2 separate regions of the Triticum aestivum genome follow, and region 2 is linked to region 1. The links are chromatin contacts, called in public Hi-C maps. All regions are on one chromosome and are shown on one strand. The core of a region is the stretch at or near the end of the contact, and the rest is flanking DNA. Distances in the headings are between cores, read along the strand shown.

What was found. A called contact is a pair of places that touch in the nucleus more often than the background predicts.
Region 2: a contact with region 1 is called in a Hi-C map of leaf, with 2.0 times the contacts expected there. The contact joins two enhancer-like sites. A contact is called at or near these places in 2 of 5 Hi-C or Micro-C datasets (both in leaf).

Annotation. Positions count from the first base shown.
Region 1 is chr2A:105,670,096-105,676,625 of IWGSC CS RefSeq v2.1, reverse strand. No RefSeq gene overlaps it. Among protein-coding and RNA genes, the nearest start is that of LOC123187830, 120 kb to the left of the region's middle. Within about 2 kb of position 3,110, at least 8 of the 8 cell types and tissues checked have an H3K27ac peak or open chromatin away from gene starts, as enhancers often do. A contact at or near this core is called in leaf, where this site is marked.
Region 2 is chr2A:105,702,648-105,709,177 of IWGSC CS RefSeq v2.1, reverse strand. No RefSeq gene overlaps it. Among protein-coding and RNA genes, the nearest start is that of LOC123187830, 83 kb to the left of the region's middle. Within about 2 kb of position 2,412, at least 2 of the 8 cell types and tissues checked have an H3K27ac peak or open chromatin away from gene starts, as enhancers often do. A contact at or near this core is called in leaf, where this site is marked.

The DNA of each region.
Region 1 (6,530 bases), core at 1,861-4,360:
CACTTGTCCCTTTAACCCTATTAACGCTGATGTGCGCCTATTGATTCTGTTGATCAGTGAAGTACCCTACCATATAGTTGGTGATATGTTCCTTTCTGTAATCACTATGCCATATACTAATATAGTACATGCTACATTGGCATGGCTTGAGCCTTTCTTACCGAAGTCCTTGCAAAGCAAAACCACTGCTTTCACAAATTAATAGTAGTTGGTGTGCATGCTCACGTAGTTAACTTTGTACTGATAGTTTTGTATAGGCTTCTAGAGAATGCAATGTCGCCTTTATTAAACTTTATGAAGCTGCATTACTATTTTATTTATTCTAGACCATTTTGCATTGTGCAATCATGTTGTACCAACCTTGAAAACTCAAAACTATTAAAACCCAATATCGTGTCATAATCCTGAAATCTAAATTCGTTCAGCACATGAAAACAGAGAGAAATTGACAAGAAGGAAACAAATAGATATATGCAGAGGATCGACAGGAAAACATACTTGTAATTTCTGGAAAAATAGGAAAACCGTTTCCAATGGGTACTTACTGTAACTTAAAGAATAGTCCGCTTTACACGGCGACGGACTTAGGATCAAATTACTGGGGGTGCAAAACATCAATACATAGGTAATTTTTTTAGAGAAAGTACACAAAAGTAGTGTGATTATGCCTAAACGTCACAATAAATCTAACGAATAGTGCATGCCATGGCACCAACGATACCCTCTAGATCCGCCCCTGGTTTTACACCACATTACAAGTTGCTATAGCTCAGTATGCATTTACTTAATTAGTACTTTATCCGTTATCCGTTTTTATTTACTCCGCATATTAGCTTTGATCAAAGTCAAACTTTATTATGTTTGACCAAGTTTATCAATATGGCTTTCAAAATAACAAGTATATGTGATGTGAAAGTATATTCAATGATGATTTTAATGGTATTGATTTGATATTGTGAATGATAATATTTTTTATAAATTTGGTCAAACTTTACAAAGTCTGACTTGACACAAAGATAATATGTTGAGTAAATAAAATAGAGGGAGTATTATTTTTCTGCCTAGCTTTACTACATTTTACATGCATATGTGTCTACGTATCTTTTACGTGCATGCTCTTTTTACCTTCAAGGATTTATTTTTTCCTTCTCGAAGTGTTCATTGAGATTCTTTTTAGAGGAGCTCAAGTATTCTTCATCTTGCATTCCGAAGTGCAATTCTTTCTATCTTATCTTTTCAGGTGGTGCTATGTCTTTCTTGACAATTTCCCTTCATGCTTCATGATTCACAAATTGTCCGGAATGACATATTTTAAACCCATCATTTTCCATTCGTTCATAAGTTTCTTTTCAACCCATCAATCCCTTCTTTGGAGTTATCTTGGGTTATATTTCACCTAAAGCTTTCCCTAAGGAATTTTGCTATTATGGTGCTTATAAATGATCCAAGTTCTTCATTTATCCTACCGGTGAGATAAGTTTCTCGTCACCTTTGCTTATATCAATCCAAATCCATTGTTCCCGTTAGTGGCAGAATCTCACCTCATAGTTTTGAGATGTTCTCCATAAGCCCACTACAAGCTTACCTTTTTTTCGTTGTTGGTTTTCCAACAACTCCGTTCGACCCTTCTCCTAAGGATGCCTTTTCAAACTCAATTGTGGCAGAAGTTGGCCTTTTCTTCTCCATTCTTTTATTTTAATTATCTATCTTCTATTCTTCCTCCCGGAGGCTTTGTGATGTTGCTCTCTTCTCTCATCATCTTGGATTGTCAGGATCGTGTTCTTTTCATGCTTATCCATTTAACCGGAGTGTCGTGCCCTCTTTTCAAGTTCTCTCATCTTGGCTAGTTCATATTCAATTCCTTTCTTTTACAGTCGGTGTGCTGCCCAAATTACATCATTCTTATTCCTTCTCTATCTTGTTTGATCGGAGTGTTGTGTCTATCATTCCTCTTCTAACCGGACTCTCATCCAAGTGCTTTCATTTTGACAAATTCATATTATTGCCTTCCATTTCCAACCTGAGTGTTGTCGTATTTGATCTTTATCGTTCCTTCTACATCTCTTTTCATCCGGAGTGCTTGCATGTATTTCTTGTCCTTGGTGACACTTTTTTCTTATGTCTTTCAACCTACAAGATTCTAGTAATGTTCCTTGTTCCTCTTTCCTAACAGAGTGTTTTTCAACTTTGTTCATCTTCATTGTATTCTTTCTTTCAATTTGTTCAACCTCGCAAGGTTCATTGGTTTCACTCGTTTGTCAAAGAAGCAACTTAGTTTTACCTCTTCTCTTCCTCTTCCATTTCTCTCCGGTGCCATTCTAGATCTCGGGACGAGATCCTCTCGTAGTGGTGGAGTGTTGTGACGGCCGAGACCGATGCTCCAGATGTCTTCCATTTATTTTGCCGTTGCCATGTGCATTTGCATCCATCATGTTCATGATTTCTTGCTTGCTTGTGATGTTTTATTATTATTATTATTATTTTGCATCATGCATTCGTCTCTATATGATTGTTGTGCTTGTTTCCTTTTACTTCTTCATGTGCATTACGACACCTTCTTCTTGTCCTTGATCCTTCCTTTTTACTTATTGATCAACTTCAACTTGGTTTCACCCAAGTTTCTATCCCATCCAAACTTCTCTTTTCTTCTTTATTCCATTTTTTTCTTGTGGCACTTTCCCTGTTCGAAAAAATGTTCAACCTATCCCTATAAATCCTAAATGATGCCTACACCCTCTCTGTAACTTCTTATCTCAATTGAAATTGTTTTGGTTAGGGTTTAAAATGGTTCAAGTTGGAATTTAATTCAAACTTGAATTATTTTTACTCCCTTTAAAAATCTCCAAACCAATTTTGTTAAATAGAGCACATTTTCAGGATCGTCAGAATATTTTTATATTTCTCTAGTTCATCTCCTTTTTTCCCTGCTCTTCCCTTTTGTATTTCTGCCTGTAGTAATGGAAAAAGATTTTAGAGAAGGGAATAGAGGAGAGGAGAGAATAAGAGCTAGCCCGCTGGCCTCCTGGGCCTCCCAACCTCCCATGCCGGCCACCTGAGGCCATCCATTCCCGCAGCCCAAGCCCCCTTCTAACCCTAGGCCCACCTAACCCACTAATCTAGCCCCAATCCGATCGATCCCCTCCTCCTTGTCTCCCTGCTCGCGCCGCCAGGAGAGAGCGCCCGCGCCCGTTGCCCTCAGCGCCCGATCCGTTCTCTCCCATCTCTCCCTCCTCTCGCTCTCCTCGCAACGCACCAGAGGAGGATCCCCGCGCCCGATTCCCCAGTCCCTCGTCCGGATCCGTCAAGCCCCGCCGCCTCCTACTGTTTTCTTCCCTCGCCGGAGCTGCGTCAAGTCTTGTCGCTGCCCTGCTTCCTCGTCCTCGCCATCGCTTCCCTACACCTCTAGGCGCCGCCCCTGCAGCCCTCTCCATCGAGCAGGATCAGGAGCGCCATGAGGACGCCCGCCTCGACCGCGCCTGGGCTGCTTCTTCGCCCTCGCTGCTCGCCTGCGGGCCACAAGGCCTGATGCCGGCCTCGCCGGAGCACGCTGCCAGCAGCAGGTCGCCGCCGAGCCATCTTGCCAGACACCCGTGCCGGAGACCTACTCGTCGCCTCCCTGCGACCTCCTTCTCGTCGCCTGCATCGGTCCCCGCTGCTTCTCCGGGGTATGGAGCCATGGACGCCACCTATTCGTCTTGTCCTCCGCGTGCGTGCTTGCCGTCGCCATCCGTTGACCTCCCGAGGCAGAGTCGTGCAAGTCCCTCGATGCCCTTTCAGTTCATCAAATCGCCAAGTTCAGTGGGGCGCCAAGTTCCTCTCCGATGTGTGTAGGACTACCGTTCCCTGGATTCGTCAAGTACCATGTCCATCTCGTTCCGTTTCATCACCGTCAAGGCCGAGAGGACGCCAAGTACCAGGACGACGAGGACCGTCAAGTTCGTCTTCCGCCGTCTTCGAAATCGTGAAGTACCACTATGAGATGTGCAACTACTTCCACGACGAAACGAGAACAACTACCGCCGTTGAAGGTCGTCAAGTGAACATTTAGCGACGAAGTGTACGACCTACTCCGTGAACGTGTACCACTACGCCCTGAGGCATCGGATCCGGCAAGTCCAACAACGACTATGCTCAACTACCCACCACCCCGAACGTCTACGAAAACGTGTCCCGCTACCCCCGCCCGAACGTCTTCAGAACATGTACCGTCAATCCTCGAAGACCCGTGGACGGCAAGTTCCTTGTTGACCCCGAACACCTACGGAGTGTGAACATCTACGAAGGGAGAACGACTACTTCCACTACAGCCATCGCGAGAACGTCTACTTCCCTCTATGAACTTGATCCGTTTCGATAATGCACGCGTCGAAAGTTATAACCCCGAGACGACGCCCGTGAATGAATCAATGCATGTTGTATGAGATGCACCCTTGTTCGCCTCGAGTCCGAACTGTCGGTGCACGTTGCCCCTCTTTTGCCTTGCCACCGACATGTGGGACACCCGGTATCCGGGATCTCTCCCCGTCACTCTTGCACGTTTCGCGCACCCACACTTGTTCCTTTGCACTAGCATCTCATTTGAGTTGCCAGATCTCCGGAATGTTGCCATGGCATCATTACCGTTTTGTCATCGTGGCACCCCTTTCTTTCTACCACGGTGACAAATACTTCATAAAATGCTCTTATCAACATTTTCATAATTATTGCATAAAACTTGCACATGTCATTCGCATCATGATAATAACATTTAAATGTTTAAAAATTGTTGTTGCACCAAATTGATAAATGCATATGGGGATTTACCGGAATTGTTGTTTGTTGTTCCGGCCTCATTTAAACTTGCCTAGTTAGGTTGTTTTCATATGCTTCACCCCCTTGCCATGTTAATCAACATTTAATATTGTTGGGTACATAAACGAGATCGAACTAAATAACTTGAATGTGGTGTTTCGTCAATATGCAACTCGTTGCATATTGAGCTCCACTTAATTTGTAGGATTGTTTGTGCACTTTGCCATGCCATGTATCATTAAACCATACATGCATCATACTTGGTTGTGCATCATGTCATGTTGTGTGATGGTTGTTTACTATGTTGTTTGCTTCTTTCCGGTGTTGCTTCTTCGGGTTAGTCCCGATAACGTCGCATTTGTGAGAATTCGTTCGACTCCGTTCGTTTGTCTTCTTCATGGACTCGTTCTTCTTCCTTGCGAGATCTCAGGCAAGATGACCATACCCTCGAAATCACTTCTATCTTTATTTGCTAGTTGCTCGCTCTATTGCTATGCCTATGTCGCGATACCTACCACTTGCTATATCATGCCTCCCATATTGTCATGCCAAGCCTCTAACCCACCCTGTCCTAGCAAACCGTTGTTTGGCTATGTTACCGCTTTGCTCAGCCCCTCTTATAGCGTTGTTAGTTGTAGGTGAAGATGAAGTTGGTTCCATGTTGGAACATGGATATTTTGTTGGGATATCACAATATTTCTTATTTAATTAATGCATCTATATACTTGGTAAAGGGTGGAAGGCTCGGCCTTATGCCTGGTGTTTTGTTCCACTCTTGCCGCCCTAGTTTCCGTCATATCGGTGTTATGTTCCTTGATTTTGCGTTACTTACGCGGTTGGGTTATAATGGGAACCCCTTGACAGTTCGCCTTGAATAAAACTCCTCCAGCAAGGCCCAACCTTGGTTTTACCATTTGCCACCTAAGCCTTTTCCCTTGGGTTCTGCAGACTCAAGGGTCATCTTTATTTTAAACCCCCCTGGGCCAGTGCTCCTCTGAGTGTTGGTCCGAACCGAGTAGACTGCGGGGCCACCTCGGGACAACTTGAGGGTTGGTTTTACTCGTAGGATGTCTCATCTGAGTGTGCGCTGAGAACGAGATATGTGCAGCTCCTATCGAGATTTCTCGGCACATTCGGGCGGCTTTGCTGGTCTTGTTTTACCATTGTCGAAATGTCTTGTAACCGGGATTCCGAGTCTGACCGGTCGTCCTGGGAGAAGGAATATCCTTCGTTGACCGTGAGAGCTTGTGATGGGCTAAGTTGGGACACCCCTGCAGGGTTTTGAACTTTCGAAAGCCGTGCCCACGGTTATGGGAAGATGGGAATTTGTTAATGTCCGGTTGTAGATAACTTGAAACTTAACTTAATTAAAATGCATCAACCGCGTGTGTAGCCGTGATGGTCTCTTTCCGGCGGAGTCCGGGAAGTGAACACGGTGTTGGAGTTATGCTTGAGCGTAAGTAGTTTCAGGATCATTTCTTGATCATTTATAGTACATGACCGTGCTTTGCCTTCTCTCCTCGCTCTCTTTTGCGTATGTTAGCCACCATATATATGCTAGTGCTTGCTGCAGCTCCACCCCGTACCTTTTCCCTACCCATAAGCTTAAATAGTCTTCACCGCGAGGGTGTGAGATTGCTGAGTCCCCGTGACTCATAGTTTACTTCCAAAACTAGTTGCAGGTGCCGATGATACCATGCAGGCGACGCAAACGAGCTCAAGGAGGAGCTCGATGAAGA
Region 2 (6,530 bases), core at 1,163-3,662, 33 kb before region 1:
ACGAACCGGGACCAATGGTTGTGGGCCAGGAGCGAGGCCCATTGGTCTCGGTTCATCCCACCAACCGGGACCAAAAGGTCCAGATGAACCGAGACCAATGGCCCACGTGGCCCGGCCGGCCCCCTGGGCTCACAAACCGGGACCAATGCCCCCATTGGTCCCGGTTCTGGACTGAACCGGGACTAATGGGCTGGCCTGGACCAAAGCCCTGTTTTCTACTAGTGGGTGTGGCTCAACCCCGCCTACGCCTCTGCCTTCAGGAGTTAAGTTACAAAAACCACGTAAACTGACCGTAGTGGAAAAAAAGTTAGACCACATAAGAGACTTGCACAAGTGTGCTCGTGTCGGAACAATGTTTCGTCCTACAAGGATAGTGACCTAGCCTTGAAAATGACTCACACTTAAATCCACTTTAGATAGGTATAGTTCGAAGATTTTACCTTAGTGTCTCGTTTTCCCACTTTTTTTGCCACTTCACTGAGCCTACTTTGTTCTTTCCTAGAACCTTTTCTTTCCATGCAAGCTCGTTTTTCAAATGCCGCATTTCCCGAGCTAGTTTTGTTGCACCTTATACTAGCTCTAATTTCCCTAAAAATGCCATGTTTGGACGATCGTGTTTTGTGACTTGATGGTAAGACCTTAACTACCAAATAAGTATACTTGGCGGCCTTTAGACTTTTGTAGGATGTTCCTTTCACAACTCAATTACTCCACAAATCGTTGTCGCATGTTCATCAGGCTGGTTGGCTATGGAAGGCTCTTTATAACCAGCGTTGTTTCAGAAGGCCCCTCTCTTTCTCGGATACTTACCCTTTCTGCAACTTACCGGAAACAACCAAGCATGTAACATGATCTTCAGAACGGCATGCCTCCTTGCAAGGTCCGGTCGGCGGTTCTCATCCCCGCCCTTTGGCATTTATGGAAGTGTCGCAATGCCAAGATTTTTAGAAATGAGATTGAAGCTAGCTATCGCCTCTGTCTTTTGCAGCTGCGCAAATGGCTTGATTCTTTGGTTCAAATGATGTTCTGATGCCTCTTGCACTTGCCTCCTTCAAGCTTAAGGGATTATATTTGGCCCTCCCGCTGTCCATGTATGGTTTTCCCGCCATATGTACAACTCTTTTATATTATAAATCGGTTCAGGCCAGCTTTTTCCGCCGTAGTTTCCTAAAAAAACTGTAAACCTACCTTGGCGAGAATTGCTTTTGTCTTCACAACATGAAAATATCGACACGAGCAATTCCAACCACAAGTCGTGCCTCTCTACTATTATTACTACAACCCGCCAACTTACTTGGGCGAATCAAGATTTAATAGATTCTTTTTAGAAGACACCCAAAAAGCATCTTATATCTGATATTTATAAAGGAAAACAATAGGCAGTATACTGAAAAGACAACTGGACGCAGACCAACCAGTACAAAACGATTTTTTTTTGCGGGAAATAGATTCTCATTTGAATTGGAGTTAATACAATCCTCTGATTCGACTAATAGATGACCAATTTCTCAAAATGCCGAGAGGAAGAATCGCAATCGGCCAGTGTGCTATAAAAAACAAAGAAGCCATTTTTCTCTCAGCTATAATCTACAAAATTCTAAAAATCCCCGACAATAGTTCGCTACAGTGTCGGTCGCTAGACGTCCATAGGCCGTGGTGCATAGCATCGCCCACGTCCCCGTCGGCCGTATTAACTCACTGGCGCACTTGTACATCTCGCCCCCCTGGCCCCCAGCTAGAAAACGACGAGCAAATGCATGTATAAGCACCCCAATACGCAGGGACCGGTCGGCGACGTCGATCACTCGACTCGAGGTAGGAGTACACTTGTACGTACTCCCTTCGTTCCGAATTACTTGTCGCAGATATAAATGTATCTAGATGTATTTTAGTTTCAAATACATTCATTTTTGTGATAAATAATTTGAAATAAAGGAAATAGATACAACTCCTCGTCCCTGCCCGGCGTTATCCCACCCAGCGACGTCAAACGTCCGGCGTCATCCCACCCAGCGACGTATCGGATCCTCCTCGCCCCCGCCCGGCCGCCCCTCCTTTGAATACGGAGGACAAGCGGACAACGCACGCGGGACGGCGACGCCCCCGCGCGCGCATCACCATCCTAGGCGATCTACCGATAGATTGGCTAGGCCTAGCGCGCGAGAAGGACCGTCGGTACGTACGTACGTGCCTCCCGGCGGCGGGGCACACACCCTTTACGGCTTCCCGGGCCACGCCCGCGCTGGCCGGCCGGCCGGCCAGGGGGCCGGGCCGCATTCACGCCACAGCTGCTCGACAGCAACGGATCGATGGTGGCCTCGCGCGCGCGCCCCACGGCACGAGCTGGACTGTACGCGGCGCGACGGCGACCCGGCCGGACGGCGACGTTCCTTTTTGTGCCTGCGCGGCCCGGGTTCCCACGCCGCCCGGGGCCGGAGCAGATGGGACGTGCACGTCCGCCGTGGGGACGCGCGCCCACGGACAGCCAAAATGCGCCCGTGCATGCATGCCATTCTATTGTCTATAGCAAATTAGCGAGCATGAGACATTATTAGTGTCAGCAGTAGTACTACCACTGTAATAGAACTGTTGTGAATTACGCTCCGCTAGTGCTGCAAAACACGAGGATGCATGATCTCTGGTCAGGGTAAAGTGCTCTCGCCAGATTTCGAAATCCATATATGCGTCTTCACAGGGTTTTTAGAACAAGAAGACCATAGAAATGGAGTATGTGGTTGGATTGGAATTTTCCTACGAAAACCAGCACAAATAAGTCATAAGTAAAATCTCCTAAGTATTGTAATCCTGTAATCAAAAAGCCCGTGTAGAAAAAAAACCAAGGATTAGAATTCTTCGAAAGTCATTTGGATTTTTTAATCAAAGAGGTCCTTACTGATGCTAGCGTCTAGAGGTTCTTCAGGCTAGTCATCTACTCCATCCGTTCCTAAATATTTGTCTTTTTAGAGGTTTCAAATGGTGACTACATACGGAGCAAAATGAATGAATCTACACTCTAAAATATATCTATATACATCCGTATGTGGTGACCATTTGAAATCTCTAGAAAGACAAATATTTAGGAACGGAGGAAGTAATGCGGAGTGTGACTGTGTGAGCTATAGCCACATTCATTATGCATGGATACAACATGCTGACAACCAGTGACGACTTGTTTTAGTAGCAGCATACCATACTAGTACCGCAATAGTACTCTCTTCGATCAATGTTACTTGTCTTTGTATAAACAATAACAAATAATATGGATTGGATTTGTGATGACGGTATAATGCTCTCGTGAAGTTATTTCAAAGTATAAATAGTCTGCGTGTCATCCCTCCCCTCCGTCACCCCATGCGCGGGCGATCAAGGGGCACCAACCCAGCCACCGGTCCCCTCCTCCTTCTCCTCCCTTCCCTCCGCCTTTGCCGATGGTCGGCGCCGAGCAAAGCCCATGCGTTTGATGGTGACGGCGGAGGTATTGCCTCCCATGCCGAGTCATAGGGTGGCACGAGATGCCCTAACTCGAGGGTGTGAACCTGATCTGGATCGCGGCGGCGCCGATTTGGACCAAGGCGGCCTGATGGACAACGATGGCGCGGCAGCCGGCCGGTGTCCCAGTGGTGGCCTTGGCAGCAGGATTGGCGCAACCCTTCTCGATCAGGGGTGGACGTCCATGAATCAGGGGCAGTGGCCTCCCTGTCTGGTGGCGCGGCGGGGCGGGTGGGTTGCTGGGGATCAAATCGGATGGCCGGTAATTCACCAGCGGGTTGGTGCCGCGGCTTGCTGCCCTCGCGGCCAACGGCACCGAGCCGCATCTTGTTGCAACCCACGTTGCGTGCACTCTGTCTTACCGGACATGGCCCTGCTGCTAACCGGTTACCGGGTTGGGACAGAGCGGGAGACGGGGATCCGGATTGGGACAACTCCCAGGTCGGCTCCTGCCGGCCACAATGGCGAAGACACCCCTATTTTTCTTCATGGAGACGTTGTTCGGGTTCGCCCTACCTTTTCCCACCTCACAGTCTCTTTGGTGAAATCTGTAGGGAGGAAATGACGCTCATGGCATCATGTCCTTCGAGGAGTTCTCGTGAGAGCTATGTGACGGTGGGTACCGCTTGGGTGCGTGGGCAGTTGTAGATGGTGTGCCCCTCTTCCTCCAGGTAGTAATTGTCTAGACCTAGGTCTCCTAGATCAGATGATGACGAAGACTTTTGTGCCGTTCTCCCACCTGGGGACATCGTCTTGGAGCAGAGGTTCACTGGAGAGACCAACAGGTGGAGCGGCGTTGCATCGACCACATTGAAGACGGTGGGTCTCAGCGGCGTGGAGCAGTGGAGTCTCGGAGTTGGATGCGGTTTGATCGATGCGTGTAGGCTGGTGGCAATGTCTGGTGTCGTCGACGACAGATGAGACTGGCAAGATCTATGTCGTGATTCCTCCTGAAGACGGGATGGCGGAAAATGGCGGCGGCGGACCCTAGAGCGTGCGCAGGCGGTGCATGTCATGGGACGCCTAGAGCGGATGGTCTTAAGTCCAATGGATTAGATTGTGTTTGCTATGCGGGCAGAGCATATCTATATACTTGTAGGTGTAGCGACTTTATTCGTCTGAATAGTGGCTTTGGGTTGATTCTTGTATACATGTTGTCAGGTTCTAGTGAATAATTAATACATATGGCTGTGTGCATCATGCTAATGCAAAGGTCGGGGTAATCCTTCTTTTCGGAAAAAAACGTGGAGCGGTTTTTTTTGGCAGGACACCTAGTGCGGCAATGTGAGTTACAACCCGATCGGCAGACTTGCACATATAGGTCACGTACATTATACATAGGTATAACGCGTAGGTGATTGGCGAGGACTTGTTAGTATAGTACAACATAATACCACCACTACAGTGGCACAATTTGTGGTCTGGGTAAAGTGCTCTTCGTCAAATTTCAAAGTACAAATAGTCCAGGAGTCATTCACATCCCTTTATATATCAAACATGGAGCGATTTTTTGACTATCAACTAGTGCAGCAGTGTGAATTACATCCCGGTCAACAGGCACAATAGCACGTATTAAAATGCTCTCCGTCAAATTTCAAAGTATAAATAGTTTGTGTATGATTCACGTTCCTTTACGAACCAAACATGAAAATGTTTTTCAGGCATGTTGGTGCATGTGACGAGACAATTGACTAAGGCACCAATACAAATAAGGCACTTACATTTTTTTTTGCGGGGAAAAAGAACATTTCATTAATTAATCAAGGTTTTACAATCCTCTGAAATAAAAATGCTAATCTCCTCGGGTGCTTTTGTTAACCAACACGCAGTGCGTTGTTGTCCACGGCCGATCGCTGCCATAGCATGGCTTGCTTTGTTTTGTAGTCTGCCAATCTTTTTGATTTTAGCTTGCCTCTCTTGGAGCAATGCACTGACTTCTGCAACTTGGAACATGTTGCTGGACCGGTCCAGAGTGCCGGATTGCAGTAGTGCGATCAGTTCGGCACAGTCTGACTCCACCTCAAGAGGTTCCTTGGACCAGTGCAACGCCAGTTTGAGGCCTTCTTCGCAGGCCGCCAGCTCCGCCTCGAGGGGTCCAGGACAGTTGAAGAGCCACCTGCAAGCGGCGAAGATCACAGCTCCTGTGTGGTCTCTCAGAACCATGCCGGCGCCCGCCGATCCGTCAGCTGCGACAAAGGATCCGTCCGTCAATGTTAAGCTTGACATAGCCAGCTGGTGGGGCCACCCAGTTTGCAGAGGTAGCGAGGGAAGGAGCACGGATGGTTTGTTTCGGGAGTTCAGCTAGCACCAACGTCTGCTTCCCCTTGACTATGTCCCCATGCGGATTTTGTTTGATCATTAGCAACGTGTCTGCATAGCTGCACAGGAACCTCTTGGACGCTTCGACGGGTACGAGTGGTTTATCATGCGTAATTTCATTCCTGACATGCCACACTCGCCAAAGTAACATGAGGAGGAGCATGCGCTGAGTCTCGTTCAGGCGTTGTAAGAGTAGCAAGAGCCAGTCAGGTTCATCCCGGCGGAGAGCATCATCCGGCGGTAGATCCCAAACCATGCGCATCGCAGACCAAAGGTTCCGGGCGTGAGGGCATCGGGTCAGAGCACGGTGGGTAGTCTCGGCCTCCTGACCACAGATCACACAAGTTCCCTCCAGCTCCAAGTGCCGTCGTCGTTTGTTCACACGGGTTGCTAGCGCTTCTCGAGCAGCTTTCCAGGCGAAAACACATACCTTGGGTGGTGCTCCACAGTTCCATAGCATCTTCCAGCCAGGTCTAGCGCCGTTAGGCCTAGCACTAGATTCGCCGCTGCCGTCCTTGGCCATAATCGCCTCCCTTGCCATGTTATATGCAGAGCGCACTGAGAACCGACCATGCTTATCTGGGTGCCAGGCTACAGTGTCAGCCTCCAGACGCCGGGATGGTTTGATCTTGAGGATTTCAGTGACATCAACAGGGCGGAAGTACTGCCTGATGAGTGCAACGTTCCATGACCCATCAACATTCAAGAGCTCAGCAACCCAT